2 separate regions of the Mus musculus genome follow, and region 2 is linked to region 1. The links are chromatin contacts, called in public HiChIP or PLAC-seq maps. All regions are on one chromosome and are shown on one strand. The core of a region is the stretch at or near the end of the contact, and the rest is flanking DNA. Distances in the headings are between cores, read along the strand shown. Region 1 has its middle 16 kb from the start of Prrt4. Region 2 holds the start of Fam71f1 (family with sequence similarity 71, member F1).

The links. HiChIP or PLAC-seq counts read pairs in DNA pulled down with a chosen protein or histone mark.
Region 2: an HNF4G HiChIP or PLAC-seq map of pancreatic cancer cells shows a contact between it and region 1. The contact joins the promoter of Fam71f1 here to the enhancer-like site in region 1. A contact is called at or near these places in 2 of 39 promoter capture datasets (the C10 cell line and liver), 2 of 115 datasets of contacts at active chromatin or transcription factors (embryonic stem cells and pancreatic cancer cells) and 3 of 9 other capture datasets (adipose tissue, liver and pancreatic islet).

What each region holds. Positions count from the first base shown.
Region 1 is chr6:29,192,961-29,199,001 of GRCm38.p6, forward strand. No RefSeq gene overlaps it. Among named protein-coding and RNA genes, the nearest start is that of Prrt4, 16 kb to the left of the region's middle. Within about 2 kb of position 3,106, at least 80 of the 459 cell types and tissues checked have an H3K27ac peak or open chromatin away from gene starts, as enhancers often do. A contact at or near this core is called in adipose tissue and pancreatic cancer cells, where this site is marked.
Region 2 is chr6:29,316,912-29,322,952 of GRCm38.p6, forward strand. It overlaps Fam71f1 (family with sequence similarity 71, member F1), which reads left to right and starts at 2,229. Exons shown (of 7, transcript NM_001289663.1): 1 at 2,229-2,536; 2 at 3,717-3,901. The coding sequence starts at 2,288.

The DNA of each region.
Region 1 (6,041 bases), core at 1,856-4,355:
CAGGCATACGTGAGCATCTGACAGCCTGGAGGCTTTCCACGGATGCCCACCACTCCGCTGCTTTCCATTTCCCACAGCAGGAGAGGACAGACCTGCCGCCCAGCCTTGTCCCCCACGCCCGGCCCTCTTGCATATGACCCCAATCCCTCAGATCCTCAGAGACCAAAGACAGGAGCAGACCCTGTCCCTACAGACAAGGGAAGGAGGGTAGATGATAATGGAGTTTCCAGGTTCTCACCCACAAGGGGCCTGGTTAGGATGTCCATGGTTGGAGGAAGCCACCTCCCTGTCCCTCACTATCCTGTACTCTGGTTCTCTGCAAGCCTCTTTTCTCCTGATCCCAAGAGGTGGTGTGGGGAGGAAGGCTCATGAGAAATCTCTGGTCCTGACTTGATCTTTCTGCTCATCTCCCTTTTCATCTGAATCTGAGGCCTTCATTAAAGTTGGTCCTCTTCCTTCTCCTCCTTCTCCCCCTCCTCCTCTTCCTCCTCCTCCCCCTCCTCCTCCTCCTCTCCCTCCTCCTCCTGAGGATTGAACTTAGATCCTTGTACATGCTAGACAAGTGATTTACCACTAAGCAATATCCCTATCCCTCTTTGAATTTTTGAAACAGTGCCTCACCAATTTGCCCAGCAAGACCTTAAATTTGCAATCCTCAGTCTCACCCTCCCAAGGAGCTGGGAAAACAGGACTGCAGCCACTGGGTCTAGTGCCCTCATTACGTAAACAATGCATTTCCCTAGCAATGATATGGATGCTGGGGGCATTGATATCCCTCCCCAGAAGAGATAGAAAGCCCAGTGTGTTTTGTCTGTTTTTCTACATGCTCTCTACTTGCCCACCCCCACCCACCCCACAGTTGTGACCTAAGTCAGGTATCTACAGGGGATACTGGACAAACCCTTGGTAAATCCAGGGCTCAGGGCTCAGGGAAAGGGGCTAAGCACAAAATGCTTTTGGCTCAAATGCCCAATGGCTCAAAATGCACCTCCTGTTCTACAAAACAAAATCACCCTCCAACCAACTCCCAAACTCTGAAATCCCAGTACCGTGTTTGAAGCAGGGTTCTGTAGGAAGGGGAAGAGCTGGCTTCCGGTCCCACCCTGACAAAGCTGTGGAGAGCACTCCGCCCTTGTGTTAGTCTGGCTACAGCTGATAGAGTGAAGCCAGGGCTTTGAGTGTTAGTAGCAGGAAAGGCACGCAGGGTGGGACAGCCACAGAGATCCGGGGCAGACATGAACATGGAAACTCAGAAGCAAGGAGAGCCCATTTCTATCCCAAGGGACCAGACTTCATCAGGAATGAGGATATGAGCAGATGCTGCCGCTCGGGCCCTCTGGGCCAGCACCAGAGAGTGAAGGTGGGGCCAGAGACTGTAGAGAGACATACGCTGTGCAGACATACACTGCACCACTGAAGAATTGCAGATAAGAAGGATTAAGTGAATACGGCTCGAGTCCTCCAATGCTTTGGGCTAGGTGTATGGTTTATGGCCCCCCATATTCTCAGCATCACCAGAAAGCTCGGTAGAGAGGTGGAGATGGCACTGGTGCACTCAGATCTGCACGCCAGGAAGTGATGCCCCTGATTGTTGCACAGCCTGGTGTGAGGAGATTTGGTTAGAGCAGTGGCACGATTATAACCATTTCTTTCTTCTTACAGATATCCGGCCACCCTGCTGACCAACTCTGTCTTCAGCCAATCCCAGGAATCTCTGCTGCCCCGTGGGCCAATCAAAACCAGATGAGCACATTAGAAACAGCCCATACCCTTTTTACTCCCTTCCCCACAGAATGACCTCGGTGACAAGCTGGCTAAGAGAAGGAGGCCCCTTTCCCAGGAAAAGCTGTTCCCCGATCAGGGTCTCTTCTGTCCTCCTCCCCCTGTCTCTTTTCCTTTTGAGGCAGGGTCACATTTATGCCAGGCTGGCCTTGAACTTACTATGCAGCCAAGGATGAACTTGAACTGGAATCTGATCCTCTTGTCTGAGATTGTATAACCAGTTCTATGTTATGCTTAGAATCAAACCAAGAGCTTTGTGCACACTAGGCTGGGACTCTAACAACTCAACAAAACCAGAGTTTTTTGAACCCCTAATGGTGGGGTTCCATTCATCCTCAAAAAATAGATACATACACAAAAGGGTTGCATGCAAAAAAGATTCACAGACCCTCTAAAAGACACCCATGTGCCCAACGTACCTGCTTCCAGCCTGCAGTGGCCTGAGTGCCTGTTCTGTCCTGCCTTATGCCAGGGACTCTAGAAGTGAGACACGGCCCTCTGTCTTACCTTGAGAACTTTCAGGTTAGACAAAGCTGCCCAGGAAAGACTGTTTTCCAATCTGTGAATGAGACCTTGGGGTATATGCTATTAGAGGTAATAGGGTCCATATGCATGGGGGTCGGGGGGAGGTTGTCCACACAAAGCCTCGTAAGGATAATGAAACAGATGGTGTCCACATTGTTTAGCTTTTGTCAAGCATCCTATAAACAGCCTCTCTCCCTTTATGAAGGTGAGCATCCTAGACAGCTGTGGCAAGCCAAGTGATGGCCCTCGGAAAATGTTTGCATCCTGACTCCTGGAACTCATGGTGTCCAAGATGACAAAGGGGGCATTGGCAGATATGATTATGTTGTAAATTGGGAGATGGGAACACTACCATGGGCCTTTGAAAAGGAAGCTGGAGTGTAAAGTCCAAATGGGTCAGAAAGACTGGAAGAGTTGAAGATGCTGTGCTCTGGCTTTGAAGGGATGAGATGAGCCCATGAGTCTTGAGACCTTAGGCAATCTCCAGAGTTCTCAGTGCAAAGGAATGGGTTCTCCCTGGAGACTCTAGAGGGCAGGCTTCTGGAAGGATAAATCCTAGACTTCTGACCCACACCACAGGAAGATAGTAAGTTTATGTTGTCCTAAACTATGCAGTTGTAACTTGTTACCACAGCAACAGGAGGCTGGCACACTTAGACCTTGTCAGGGAGAAACCCATGCCTGCTGGGCTAAAGCTGCTGGGGAATTCTACAGCCAGCAGAGCAAAAACTGAGCCTGTGGTGAGAGAAGGGAGGGGCTGGGGACAGAGTGCTCAGCCTGTGACCTCACCCTTGGCTGCCCTGGCACACTGAACTGTCAGCCTGTGGTTATATGCATGACCAGGCCCCAAAAGGGATCCTTGTGGAGTCAATGCTGTGCCAAAGGTGGGGGTGTGGCAAGAAGGCTGGTGTCCAGGGGGAGCCCAATCAGCCTCAGGCTGCAGGCAGGAGCCTGAGAGTGACTAGACACATTCTCTCTGCTGCTCCACATGAGGAATCCTCTCTCTCTCTCTCTCTCTCTCTCTCTCTCTCTCTCTCTCTCTCTGCACTGCACCCTCTTGGCTTCCCTTGGGAGAGTGGGAGAAGGGACTTTGGGGCTGGGGCACAGGAATGAGGACACAGCCTCAGCTCTGGCTGAGCAGCTAGATGGCCTTGGGCAAATGACTTAGCCTCTCTGAGCCTGTCTCCTCCTCTAGAAGAGAAGTCATATTTTCCATTTCACAGGGTTTTATGATGTCATAACGCTCGTACACAATTCCAGCATAGAGCAAAGCCCCATCGGTACTGCTGGTATTTGCATCATTGTTACATGGTCCTGAACTGCTCACCATCACAAGTCAAAGCTGATCTCTCCTGCTAGGTTCTGAGTTCTTCAACGGAACGTGTGCTCTGTCCATCTCTGTACCCTCAGCATTGCTAAACCTGCTGATAAGTATCAGGTGAGGAATAGGCTTCATATGTTCATTATGAGTGACAGTCACTATCACTTATAAATAAGTGAATAAACATATGGAGCCTATTCCTCATCTGATACACACACACACACACACACACACACACACACACACACACACACACAGTCAGTCAGTCAGTCAGTCAGTCAGTCATATGAGGGAAGCAGACAGCATACATCGAAATGGAATGTGTTTGTGGTATTTTCTAGAAGGCAATGAAGCAGAAGGAGCGGATGGGTAGGGAGGCGAGTGGTTAAACTGCTAGTGTGCATGTTGGAAGGTCTATCAAGATGGCCCTAGAGTAGACACCTGCAGGAAGGGAGGGGAGTAGACAGGAGAGGGATATGTGGGAGAACTTTTTAAAAAAGGTGTGAGGGAGCATGGGATCACAAGGAGGCCAGAGAGGATGCACCACAGGGTGAGAAAGAAGCAATAGTTAACTAGGTCTGACAAGTAGGAGGGTCAGATCACAATGGGTCTTGAAGGTCACAGGAAAGATCCTGGCTTTTAGTTTGAGCCCAAGAAAACCACTAGCGGGCTTTCACGTGCTCCAACTTACATCTCAATTTCTGCTCTCAGGAGACTCTAGTAGGAGGGAATAGTGGGAACTGGGGAAACGGGGCCCATTGCCACAATGCAGGGAGGGGACAACCGTGGCTTAGCTGTTAGAAGAGACTAGAAGTGGCCCAAAAGGCTACCTATGGAGGCCGTGCCAAGAGGGAATGCTAATGGGTTAAATATGCATGGGGGAGCAAGACAGAAGGAGGGTGTCGGGGAGAATTATACATCTCAGTGTGTCCTTGGAGTACCCAGATTATTCTGAGAAAAAAAAATCCTAGTTGTGTATATAGTGGTGTTTCCACAGAATGAGCCAAGCTGAGAGCTGGGTGGGCATCACGGAATCCCAGAGGAGCCTAAGTAGAGCAACAACAACAATGGCTAGTAATAATGTGCTCTCTTGTCCAGCTAAGACACAGGTCTCCTACTTCGGGACTTTGGCCCAAAATAGTCAACACTCGGGATATCCAGATTGCTGCCTGCACCTTATATTTCCCTCCCATCCCTATAATCATGGAAATCAGTTCCTTATGACAGTTCTGACTCTAGGTCTATCGCCCCATCTTTCTGGATAGAAATTTAGAGAGCAGATAGGTAGATACATAGATAATTGGTTTTGTTTCTCTAGAGAATGTGGACAATTCATGGAGTTTAAGTTCAGTAAGTGGGAGATAGAGGGTCCTGAGAGGAGGGCTGGGGTGAAGACAGAGCAGATGACCGAATTGACTTGGAAATGCTGTATCTGCCTCCTGATTTGTTTGCATCTGCTTCTCTCCTCTGTACAGTTCCCCGAGCCCTAACCGGTATTCTCCTCTCTCCTCTCCATAAACAGCTGTAGGCTCCATCTTTGTGCCCTTCTTGGAGAACTGTACTATCTGGGAGATGTCACATAATATCTGGAATACCTAACTCCCATGTCTTCTTTGATATAAGGAAGACCCACCCACAGCAGCAAAGACCCTGAGTAGAGGACCCTAATTCATGCCAGCAGACAGAACTGGATTGGGTTTATTTAACCTTTACATACCCTCTGCACTGCTTTGCTCTGGTTTACCAACAGACCCCACTGCCAGCTACCCTATCACTGCTTGGATACTTTGTACTGCCACTCCCCAGAAGGGAGTAGCCACAACCAGGAGGGCCTAGGGTCTGACCAGCTGGCCCTTGGAAGCTACTTTCTCTCTCTGAATCCCATTCTCCCAGCCATAATAAAGGACTCTGCGATACTGACTTGTATGGTAGCTGAGGCGATGACACCCTAGCAGGCACTGGTGGAGAGTAATAAACAATCGTATTAAAAGAGGTCCCCCCCCCCCACTCGCTCTTCTGGGCAGCCACAGCTAGCTTTATTGCGAGATTATTTTGCTCTCTGTGCTCTTCCTGTCCTTCAGAAGCCAAATTTTCTATGGACGTCGGCAACCAGGGAATGGTTGTCAAGGGCCGGGCTTTTAGAAACGCTGTCTGTTGCCTAGGAAACGTCACCACTCTCGTTCTCTGGGCTCCCAGCAGTCGATGGGTTCTGGCGCCATCTGCTGGATTCAGAGCCACTACACTGCTTCTAAAGCACCCAGACCCGGGAGTCCCATCCCCGAGGGAGGAAAGGCTCCTCCTATTCTACTCTACCCCACCTCTCCATAGAAAAGTTCTTTACTCCTTTGTCCCCAGACCTTTCTCAGGGACCAGAGGCATGCAAAGGACTTGGCCTCTGTGGACTACAGGGAGG
Region 2 (6,041 bases), core at 979-3,478, 120 kb after region 1:
CAGTAATTCTACACTAAAGAAATGGTTATCAAATGGATATGTACATGTCCAGAAGAATTTTTGTTGTTTTTTGGTTCTGTTTTGTTTTGCTTTGCTTTTCAAGACATGGTTTGGTTTCTCTGTGTACTCTTGGCTACCCTAGAACTTACTCTGTAGACCAGGCTAACCTTGAACTTACAGAGGTTCTCTCCTGCCTCTGCCTCCCAAGTGCTGGAATTAAAAGCATGTGCCACCACTGCCCTGCCAAGAAAAAAGTGTTTAATATTGAGGTTATTTTTTTGGTCTTTCTATTTTCTTCCCTTCTTTTCATAATTGTAGACAATATTGTGCTTAACAGAAAAAAATCAGAGAAGTATTAGGGTTTGCAAGCATCTGTTAAATAGTTATTAAAATGATTCAAAGCGCTGAGGGTGGAAGGCTAGTGAGAACATGGAGGGAAGTGCTTCAGTGCTAACTGAAAAAGGAGCACAGCTTTTTAATGGCTATTACTTTTATACCACGGTTTTTCAGTTCCTAGGGGAATGCAAACCACAGGGTGTGGTGTATGACCCTATCCTTAAAGAATCTTACCATGGGGGGTGGGGGACATTTTTCCCCACATAGTAAGCAAAAGAAAATGAGGAATGTGAGTTAGACATTTCACTGCTACTCTGGGAGTTGTGACAAGGGTTTGGATAGGTGTAGCCTTGTGGCTGTGGAAGAGGGCTGGCAGAACAAGACTGGGAAAGCCTTGGGTCCCTCTGCCCCTCTCTGACTTTATGATGAAATGCAGGAATAACATCCAGCTCTGTCCTTTGCATATCTTTTTTCAAAACCATCTTTCTAAATTTATTGCATTCGACCTTGATGGTGACACATTAGCAAATCCTAGAATTGTGTTCAAGTTGGAATACCATTTCTCCTTACATTGACTCTGATTGGTGATCAGTCTGCTTGGTTCTTTGACCCACTCCACACCCAGGAATTTAGATTTTTTTTTTAATTTTTCTGGCTCTTGGGGAGATCCACTGTCACCGAGATGGGTGTGTAATGCTGCCCCTCCTAGCTGGTACCCATAGTCAGCCTTGTCGTCAGAAACTAATTATTGCTCCTGCTCCTTTAGTTTTGACCTCTGAAGGGAGAAAACTGCAGCTGCAACCAGCCAGCCATAGCAGCCAAAGAGCAGGCACTAGTAGCTCTCCTGGAAGCAGAAATGGTTCTTGCACGTAAGCCAGGGTGTGGGAGGTGGGGAGGAGGCTCACATGCTAAGTCAGGGGGTGAGGGAGTTGTATGTGTGTGTGTGTGGGGGGGTGATCACATCATGTGAGGCTCTGGAAATTAGTTTTGAATAGACATCAGCTTTTCATACTGTTTAGAATAGTTTACACTAAGAGAGTAAGGGAAGAGGCCAGCAAGATGGCTCCGTGGTGAGATGTCCCAGCAGATAAAGGTGTGTACTTACCGCCAAGCCGGATGGTCTGATAGGAGAGAATTTATTTTCATAAGTTGTCCTCTGATTTTCACATGCACTGTGGCACACTTGCACCCATTTGTACACACACACACACACACACACACACACACACACCAATCAACCAATCAACCAAATGTAAAGAGGGGAGTATGAACTACATCCTGCACACTCATGAACTCAGGAGGTTCAGGCGTAATACAACAAGTTCAAGACCTGTGTAGGCTGGGGATATAGTTTGGTAGGGCTCATTCTGCATGTATGGGTCCCTGGGTTTAATCCTCAGTAACACACAAACACACACACACCACCACCACCACCACCACCACTACTACCACCACCACTACCACCACCACCACCACACCACCACACACACACACACACACACACACACACACACACACACACACACACGAGAGAGAGAGAGAGAGAGAGAGAGAGAGAGAGAGAGAGAGAGAGAGAGAGAGAGAGAGGGAGAGAGAGAGAGAGAGAGACAGGAAGGGCCTTTCTTCTGGGCAGCGGCGGAAGCATCCTAACAGTCCTTGCTTCCTGCCTGCCTCAGGGTTTCCCAGCAAGTTCCGTGAATGCTCCAAGGGGGCCCTGAGAAGGATGTGGGATGTCAGTAAGTGCAGCCATGAGCATCACTGGCCCAGGAGGAAATGGGAGGCTCCTCCTCATTCCCTTTCTTGCAGGCCTGCTGTGGTTTTTCATGATGTCATCCATTCATCATTGTGAGCTGACCGGCTGCCCCTTAGGCCTTGGCCAGCTGCCCATGATCAGAAGGGAAGAGACAGATCCCAGGACAACAGTGCAGAGGGCCCCTGAGCATGTGCAGACATGATGACATCAGTTCCACCTAGAAAGTCTTGGTGGACATCGAAGAAGACAGTAAAAGTGATAAGATCATATCCAACCTTCCCTTCCTTGAATGCCTGGGAGAAGTTCAGGGGCCTCTTGCCTGTGGATGGGGAAACGAACCCTGGAGTGGGCCTGGGAGTGGAGGAAGGACTACTCTGCCAGATGGTTCATTCTCCAGAATTCAATCTGTTTCCTAACTCCGTGGTGTTCGAAAGCAACTTTGTTCAGGTACTCTTGCATGTGATTCAGAACAGCGCGGCTTGATTCTTCTAAACCTGTTCCCAAGATGTAACCAGAAGAGTTACCCCTAGAACTGCAGTGGAGGGTAAACTGAGGCAGGAGAGCTAGCAGGCCTGAGACACAAGGCTGACCAGGGTTTCTCCTGTAGGTGTACACTCAGTGAGAAAGGTCCGGCATTCTTTGCTGAGTAGGGACTTAGGTATTGGAACTCCTAATTTATGCCATTCTCAGGTCTGTCACCTGAGGCCAAGTTAAGGCAGTCAGTATTGGTTGGCAAAGAATAGGACCTAGGGGCCCAGAGAAACCTGAGCTTAGAGTGCAGGCTCTGCTCACTGGTGGGGAGGTACCATTGTGCATGAAACCTGTACAAATCTGTTTAAACACAACAAGCGAGGTGCATGGTCTAGTGGGTGCTTGGTGTGTTTTCAATCTCCCTCTATCTCCTGACCTCCCCTTGGGCCAGACAGAACCTAGAAGAAATAGAAGGGCCATGAGGATGGGTGTTTTCTAAGCAAAGTGGGGAAGTTGTCAAGGGGAGATCCACAGACACGAAGTAGATGCTAAGGGAGTTCTGGGTGATTGTTCTTGCTCTTGCATTAATAGTGGGCCCTTTAAGTCCTATTGGAGAAATGCCAGCACTCAGGAGGCTGAGGCAGGAGGATGCCCTTGAGAATGAGACTAATCTGGGCTATAGAGTAAGACCTTTTTTTGTTTAAATATGATAATAAAATGATGATAGTAATAATAATAATAATTACTCAGAAGCCCTACTAAAGTTTTTAGACCAATACAGATTAAAACACATGTCTGAACACAGCAGTATCCCTCATTTCCAAGGGACATTTGGCAATGTCTGAGACATTTTCAGTTGTCAGAGTGGGAGTTTGCTATAAGCATCTCTGGAGACAGAGGCTAAGGACACTGCCAAACACTCCACAATACAGCCTAATCCTCCTCTCCCAAAGAAGCTAAGTGGTACCACAGCATGACTCTAATCCCAACACTTGGGAGGCAGAAGCAGGCAGATCTCTCTGGTCCTGCTATACATGTGAGTTCTCGGCCAGGCAGAGCTATCAAAAACAAAATTAGTGCTGAGTGAAGAAACCCGGCTAAAACATCTTGCTGCTTTTGCCAAATGTTCAGGCTGGGCCTGGGGGCTGCATTGCAGGTCAGAAGGAGCAGAAACTGGAAAGAAATCTATAAGGCTTCCAACACAATGGCCCTTGGGGTGACCTCCTCCGTACCTTGCCTTCCCCTTCCGAACATCCTCCTTATGGCCAGAGTCAAATGGCATCAGGGGCAGAGCCAGACATGGAACAGACCATCCAGAGCGCCAAGCATCAACCTGAAGAGGTAAACAACACAGAGGGGAACGACGGACCAGACGGGTAAAGGGCAGATCCAAGGGGAGGCTACCTGTTAAATTCAAAGATGGGGTGAAACTGGGACATCTTTGCAATGATGTTGATTGGGATTTTTGGTTTATTGGTTTTGCTTTGTTTTGGAAAGAACACAATCTCTTATTGCTCAGGCTGGCCATGAACCCATTATGCAGTAAAGGCTGGCCTTGAACTCTTGGCCCACCTGCCTCCCCATTCTGAGTGCTTGGATTACACAATAGCACTATCATGCCCAGCTATTAGCTGCTCTAGACCGCAGTAACCTGAGATAGGTGGGGGTCTGGGGAGGTAGTTCAGTCAGTAAAGAGCATGCTATGCAGACAGGAGCTCTACCTCTAGAACCCATGTTTTAAAAAAAAGATGGGTATAGTGGTGCACATGCGTAATCCCAGCACTGGGGAGGTGGAGATGGGTGGAGATGGGCATTTGCAGCCTAGCCTAACTAATATAATAAGCTCCGCAGGCATGTGCATACACATCTCCCCAACCATGTATACTCGAAGACAAGTTGGGGGTGAGATGTCTGAGTGGGACAATGGCATGATGCACATGAGTATCTGAGTTTGCGTCCTCCGCAGTCCTGCAAAAACCAGAGTACAGTGTGTGCCTGTAACCCCAGGGTTAAGGGATAGAGGAAGAGAGGTGGGTCCAAGGGACTGGCAAGTAACAGCCAGTCTAGACAGGAGAAAAACCATGAGCTCCAGGTTCAGTGAGAAGTGTCTCAGATATTTTTGGTGGAGGTTTTTGAGTGACTGTCTCCCCAACTCTCTAGCCTACTTGCTTCCTCAGGGGTGCCTTTCTCTTTATTTTTTTTTAAATATTTTTAAATGATTTAGTAATTTTATTTTATGCATGTGACTGTTTTGCCTTCGTGAACATCTGTATACCACGTGTGTGCCCTTGGCCTGTGGAGGTTCGAAGGTGTCAAATCTGCTGGTATTGGAGTTACAGATGGTTATGAATCACCACGTGATTTCCCAGTCTTCAAGAGCAACAAGTGCTCTTTTTCTTTCTTAAGAAACTGTGCCTATAAAATACGGGGGGGGGGGGTGTAGAGATGGCTCAGTGGTTAAAGTCACGGCTTCCTCTTGGTGGCAGTTAATAACTAACTGTAGTTCCAGTCTCAGGGGATCAGACATTCTTTTCTGGATTCTGTGGGTACTGTATACATATGGTTTGCAGACATACACGCACACAGAATCCCCATGCACACACTCACATGCATACAGACTCCACATAAAATTTTAAACTAGACATGGTGGCACACGCCTTTAAACCCAGCACTCAGGAGGCAGAGGCAGGTGAATCTCCGTGTGTTCAAAGCCAGCCTGTTCTGCATAGTGAGTTCCAGGTCAGAGCTCTCTAGAGAGACACTGTCTCAAAAGTAAAGATAAAAACTTTTTTTTTAAACGATGTGCTTCAATAGAGGAAGACAGAGATGCTGACGCTCAGCTTCCATGCATCAGCACATGCATGGGCAAACATGGTGAGCATGCACGCATATAACACATACACACACACACAAGTTAGGTGAGACACGGCAGGTCTTTTGCTGGTAGCACAGACGGTTTGGGCAAAGGGAAGTTTTCCATGGACAGGGGTGGAGGGCTGTCTCCAAGCACATTTACCTCCTTGCCTCGCTCTTCTAATTTAGCAGGAAACCTCTGGGCCTCTGGGTAAGTGGTAATGAGGCAGTGAGACCTGATAGGTGGAGCTGCTTGGAAGAGGCGTGCTCTCTTCAGTCCTGGGTGTACAACTAACTAGACTCGATTTCTGTGTCACAAGTCACCGGCTGCAATTTTCCTCTATAAAACAGTAAACTAAGCCCTACTTAAGGCTGTAGCGTAGTATGATGTTTGGGATAGAATTGCCCTGCTTGATCTTTGGGCTTTGTTTCATTCTCCTTTCTGTTGCTGTGATCAAAGGCCCTAGCCAAAAAGCAGGTTAGGGGAGAAAAGGTTTATTTGGACTTACATTTCCAGGGGGTTGGGGGTAGGGGGCCTAGAGTCCACCATGATGGAGAAGGGGAGGTCACAGTGGCAAGAACAGGAAGCTGACCGATCACATTGCATCTAAACAGGAAACAGAGAACA